Regions from separate parts of the Mus musculus genome. Here region 1 is linked to region 2. Evidence: chromatin contacts called from public HiChIP or PLAC-seq data. All regions are on one chromosome and are shown on one strand. The core of a region is the stretch at or near the end of the contact, and the rest is flanking DNA. Distances in the headings are between cores, read along the strand shown. Region 1 has its middle 17 kb from the start of Tns4. Region 2 overlaps Thra (thyroid hormone receptor alpha).

Region 1 (2,889 bases), core at 206-2,705, 350 kb after region 2:
CCAAGCATAAAATGATTCCGTTGTTACTTCATAAGTGTAACTTTGCTGTTATGAATCATAAGGTAAATATCTGATATGCAGGATGTCTGATGCTCGACCCCTGTGCAACCCACAGGTTGAGAGCCGCTGCTTTGTTGGCTTCTGTGCTGGGTACAAAGGCTGGCAGTCACTCATGGCCAGGGCTGCAGATGGTGGCTTGAAGCCTGTTGAGACACTGATGCTTGTGAAGTCAGAGGCATAGAGGATGATCCTCTTTACACAACTGCTGTGCCCTCCGGGCATAACACAGTGCCCGGCACCCAGACCTGCTCAATCAATGCTTGTTTAACAGCTCTCTCATATTTTCAAATACCAATGATTAAGAGAATCATTGGTGAATGAATTGCCTACCCCACCCAGACGGGAAAGTGTGGCTTTGATCAGGTTCTTCCGTTTCTGAGAAAACCACCATTTCCTGTGGCTTTGATCTGAAGCCCTGATTCTCAACTGTCCCGCCCCAGCCAACAGCTCTAGCTTACCATTTCCTGTTTTCTGACCATCTTATCTCTCTCTCCAGCAAATGATCCTTGGCTTTCTCTTTCTAGGTGACTCCTTCTAGGCAGCCCCCCTCCCAGCACTCCCCCCCCTGTGCCCCCACACCTCTAGCTCTTCCTCTCAGTGTCTCTGGGACAAGAGAGATGATTAACTAGATTAAAGGTGCAAGGCCTTCCTGGGTCTGGCTCTAAGCCTCCTGCAGGCAGAGGTCAGGACTGGGGCTGGGTCTTGATCCACATCCTGCAGGAGGGTGTTAGGGATAGAGGTTTGATGGAGACAGAACAACCAGGAATGTGTATAATCTCAGACTGTGATGGAGCTTGGAGCTTGGAGAGAAAGTTACATTTCAGACTTTGGAATATCAGGGAGGAGTCCCCCAGACTAACAAAAACAGACCAACCAACAAACAAGAAACCCCGAAGACAGTAGGTGTTAGCTCTGCAAAGAGGGATATGGAGGAGCGTGCAGGTGGTAGCAACTGCACGTGCAAAGGTCCTGGGGTAGGTAGGAGAAGTGGTAGCCTCTTAAGGGCTGAACGAACACTTAGTGTAACCTACATCACAAATGGTGAAATGAGGCTAAGGAGGTAGCCTAGGGCTAGCCCTTGAGCACCAGGCTAGACACTTGGCTTTATCCCTAGATCAGTGAGAAGCCACAGAACATCTGAATAGGCATTGATGTGACCCTGTGTTTTGAAAGGCCCTGCGTGGCTACCAGACAACAGGGCAAAGGGTCAAATGAAGAGGGAGATCCAAGGTTGTAGCTGCTCAGAGGCAGCAGAGGCAGGATGGTGGTGATGGAGGAGGAGTTCTAGGCACATGATTTTTGTCTGGAGATCATGTTGTCAGTGGGCACCCTCAGGTGTCTGCCCTAGGGAGCCGGAGAGCTTCGCTGGACTTTGCCTCCCACTGGGTGAGCCAGACAGGCTGAAAGGGCAAAGTCCCGAGGTATGTTCAGGTAACACGTGCAGAAGACACATGCAGCTGTACAAACTGGGACCCTGGGAAAGCCTCCATCAAGGTCTCCCCCACCACTTGTGTTTACAGCATTTTTGATGCTAAGGATCTTTGTAACTCCTAGGGCATGCTCCCCCACGTCCTAGCAAAGACCCATTCCTTTTAAAGCCTCAGGCAGTCCTGAGCTGAGGGTTGCTCCTGGAGGGGTCGATGGGGCCAGTGAGAGGGGCGTCCAGACCTGGTCTCCTCTTCCTGCCTCTGACTCAGGTTCTTGCAAGTTCATTCCTCTGTAACCTGATTACTCACGGAGCCTCCACCCTTCCCACACAGGCCCGCACCCTTCCCTGGAGGAGGGGTGGATAGAGGAACCCTGAGGTTGTGGGAGCATAAACCTAACAGCCGCCGCACCCCCTAAGCTCCAACCCCAGAGTAAGGTCTGAGTCTCCCCTTCCGGGTGGAAGCTCTCCAGGGTTACAGAAGCTTCTTGGCTTTGGGCCTGAATCTGCTAGGAGCCCAGCAGGAGTGTGGAGGCCTTGGTGTCAGTAACCTATAAATGATGTATGTTGTGGGTGGGATGTAGGACCTCCAACCCCTGCCCCACTGAATGCCCCTGACACACTGATGGCTGTCTGTGACTTTGAAGGGCTTAGCTGTGGGGGCCAGGACAACATTCAGTATAGAAGAGTGCTTTCTCATTAGAGCCCACGGGGGTGTGAGGGTGTCACCCAGGAAGCCCAGGCCCACCACTCCCTGCTGTGACTGTCTGTGCTTGGGGTCAGTGTTAACAGGGTTGCTAGGGACCCAGAGAGTCTGGTCTCCAGCTGTTGGTTCCTTTCCTGTCTGCCCTGGGGGTAGAGGGCTGATTTTGTCCTGTTCTCTGGCATCTGGCTCCCCACCCAGCTTCAGAGATGTGCTTTAAGGACTGCTCAGCAGACCTTAGGGGAGGGTAAGAAGTAACATTTAGATTGCAAGTCAGAGGGAGGAGAGTTTCCAGTGACCAGCTAGCAGGTTGAAGCAGGGATTGGGGGTGTGGGTGTGGGCGTGTAGAATGGGGTATGTATGAGGTGGGGAGGGTGTGTGGCAGGGTGGCATAGGTCTGAATCGGCCCCATCGTTTATCCCCAGGGTTACCTGCTCGAGTGACACAGTCCAGGATGGTTCTCAGTGGCCTGAGCTGCCCACTCAGGGGACGCCATTCTCTCCCTTCCTGATTTACAACATTTTGCTGTCTACCCATTCACCCTGGACCATGTTTAAAGATGCCCAAGAGAAATGAGCACACACAATTCCTGACTGCTGGGGACATCAGGAGCCATGGGCTCCTAAGTCTAGATAAGCAAACTGACCATGGTGACCCAGCGGCGCACACGAGGAAGTTCAGAGGGTATGGCAGCAACTCC
Region 2 (2,785 bases), core at 184-2,683:
GCAGGGCATGGTGTGAAAGGCTGAGTACTGAGGGGGTTACTATGGGTGCTGTGCCCTAGGGCCTGGGTGGCGGGGGGTGGGTGGCCTGTGGGCGTGGGGGGGCCAGTGTGCCCACCCCAGTCTCTTGGCGTGCTGGAGAGCATCCTGGATGGAATTGAAGTGAATGGAACAGAAGCCAAGCAAGGTGGAGTGTGGGTCAGACCCAGAGGAGAACAGGTAACGAATGGGCCTGGCAACCCGGTAGTACGGCAACAGATATGGATAGCTCTCTGGGTAAAAGAGAGATGGTCTCTGTTTTAGACATGGCTTTTAAGCACCCCTGGACATGGACATGGAGCCAGCAAGCCTGCTGCTTACCTTAGTCCAGGGATTGAGGGCATGCTCGTATTTCTTAGGGAATCGGGCACTTAGATTGGGATGTTCACTTTGAAGGAGGAAGCGGTAGGAAAGGGATCATTACAGGTAGCAGACACTCTGCCCCTTCCTTGGCAGTGCTGGGCCATCTCAGCACCCCCCACCCCTACCCTGTGTCTCTTCTCTATTGTTACCCTCACTTGAGCATGTGTGTGATCCCAGTGGCCTTGCCATTTTCTTCTTTCTCCCAGTCCATTCACTGCCTGACCACAAATAAGCGTGTTATCCACAAGCCATGGTGCATATAACATAACATTTCCGGGTACAGGCACCAATAACTATTGGTCACAACCCACACTTATTTTTGGAATCTATTGGAAACCCCACACACTCTTCCTTGTTCATGGTCAAAGGCGGGGACTGCTATGCAGCTCCTCCCAGGAAGTGGAAGAACACACCAGCTAGGAAGGGTTTGCTTCCTCGTGGATGAGACAGACGGCCGCGTCACCTTGCACACACCACTAGGGAGAGGTTACCCCTCATTTGCACTGCTCTGCGTCAGTTTAGAGGGTCTCCGCTTTCCCTGTCTGCTCTAAGTGGCACAGAGCTCTGTTCCATTTGGCGTGATGTCCCAAGAGCAGGGTACATCCTGTGCCTATGGCCAGGGAAATAGTGGGGGTGGGGTGCTCTGGTGAGCAGTGTAGCTAACTGTTGTCTGGGAGATCAGGTCCTGAGCCAGAAGGCCAGAAGCTTGGCCAAGCAAAGCCCTTGTGCCCAAGACCGGTTCTTTGGAGGGTCAGAAATAGTAGATGGGATTTGTGGTTGTGTAAGTGGGACACTGGGTAAGAAAGCCCCTTCCCCCAAAACCCTCCTCTCACACTTAGACTTATGAGACAGGCTGTTCTCACCCTGTAACCGCCACTTGGATTGCCTGTATTTCCCTGCCCACACTTCTGGAAGAGCCTGCTCTTAGCTCTTGTAAAAAGATTGAAATGAAGTTCCTAGTCCCTCAGAGCTGTGGCACCTCTTCGCCCAGCCCTCCCCTCCCCCATGGCCACGTGCCATCTTGTGGCTATGTGTGGAACTGCACCCAGAGGCTCTGAGGCCTGTGATAGCCCCCTGCTCAACTGGGACCAACGTGATCCCTACACACTCACACCACCAGAAGGCGGGAGGCAAGCCTGGCCTTCCAGCCTTGGTAGGAACCAGACAGGGGTAATCCCCAGGGTGTGTGAAGCACAAGGCTGTCTGTGACCGTGACCCTGGCCAAGGTCACTGTGTCAGTGTGTTGGGAACTGTATCAGGCCTTAGGGGGAGGGGCCCTGGAACATGGTACACACAGGGTGGTTGTAGAAGGTTATACAATCCTTGCATGCGTAGAGGCTTATGTAACCTGTGTGTCCTGAGGTTATGTAACACATATATGGAAAGCCTGGCAACATATATGTGCAGTGACTGAGAGTTGCTAAAAATACCATGCATGAAGAAGTTCAGGGTCTTTTTCCTGGCTGATTCTGGCGTGGTGTCCCAGCGTACAAAAGGCCCTTTGGTTTTCCTATTTGTTAACTGGAGGCTGTGAACAGGGTAACCCTGATATTTTCAGTCCATGTGGGTTATTTAGCATGTGTACATGACCTAGAGATTGAGGAACATGTTCACACGGGACAGAGGGACGACACCATTAGGTGCCTGTCCAGAGGCTTTCTGTAGCACATGGGTACCTAGCAGAAGTCTTAGAGAATGCCCAGAAAATTGCATGCAATTGTAGATCCTAAGGCTTATTACCATACTTGGGTTTATGCTGAAGGCTGCATAGTTATTCACACTCGTGGGTGTGATATTGCATATATATATATATATATATATATATATATATATATACATACATTTGAAAGGTTATATAGATTTAAGAATATTCCAAGGAGTGTCCTATATATTGTGGCTGGAATGTATATGTGTGTATGTGCGCCTTAGAGCAGCGCCTTCCTGTGACGGGTGTCTGTGTGTTTGGGGACTTTTGAGCATTGCTTAAATGTGAGATGTGTGTGTTTGTGTTTTGGGGTCTCACAGCAATACCTGTCTGTGTGACTGTACTGGGCCCTCAAACATGGTTTTGGCCCCATCTAAGCCCCTTATCTCTCCCATGCAGCGACCAGATAGCTAGACCCTTTCCAAGCTTTGTCAGCTGATATAGGGGTGGGGGGTAGAATAAGGGCATAAGGAGGGGGGAGAAACCAAGCCTGGGGGAGTGGAAAGGGGTGAAGTCTCTTAGGTGGGAAGAGACTGCCCAGAGGCTACTCTGTGTGATTCTGCCCACTTTGCCCCATGCAGTGCCAGGTCACCAGATGGAAAGCGAAAAAGAAAGAACGGCCAATGTCCCCTGAAAAGCAGCATGTCAGGTGAGCCTGGCTACATGTGTCCCTTACCCTCC

The links. HiChIP or PLAC-seq counts read pairs in DNA pulled down with a chosen protein or histone mark.
Region 1: a contact with region 2 is called in a FOXA1 HiChIP or PLAC-seq map of pancreatic cancer cells. The contact joins two enhancer-like sites. A contact is called at or near these places in 2 of 115 datasets of contacts at active chromatin or transcription factors (embryonic stem cells and pancreatic cancer cells).

Annotation. Positions count from the first base shown.
Region 1 is chr11:99,104,731-99,107,619 of GRCm38.p6, forward strand. No RefSeq gene overlaps it. Among named protein-coding and RNA genes, the nearest start is that of Tns4, 17 kb to the left of the region's middle. Within about 2 kb of position 1,456, at least 140 of the 459 cell types and tissues checked have an H3K27ac peak or open chromatin away from gene starts, as enhancers often do. A contact at or near this core is called in pancreatic cancer cells, where this site is marked.
Region 2 is chr11:98,753,423-98,756,207 of GRCm38.p6, forward strand. It overlaps Thra (thyroid hormone receptor alpha), which reads left to right. Exons shown (of 10, transcript NM_001313983.1): 2 at 1-216; 3 at 2,686-2,753. The coding sequence starts at 164. Among named protein-coding and RNA genes, the nearest start is that of Thra, 13 kb to the left of the region's middle. Within about 2 kb of position 1,434, at least 147 of the 459 cell types and tissues checked have an H3K27ac peak or open chromatin away from gene starts, as enhancers often do. A contact at or near this core is called in pancreatic cancer cells, where this site is marked.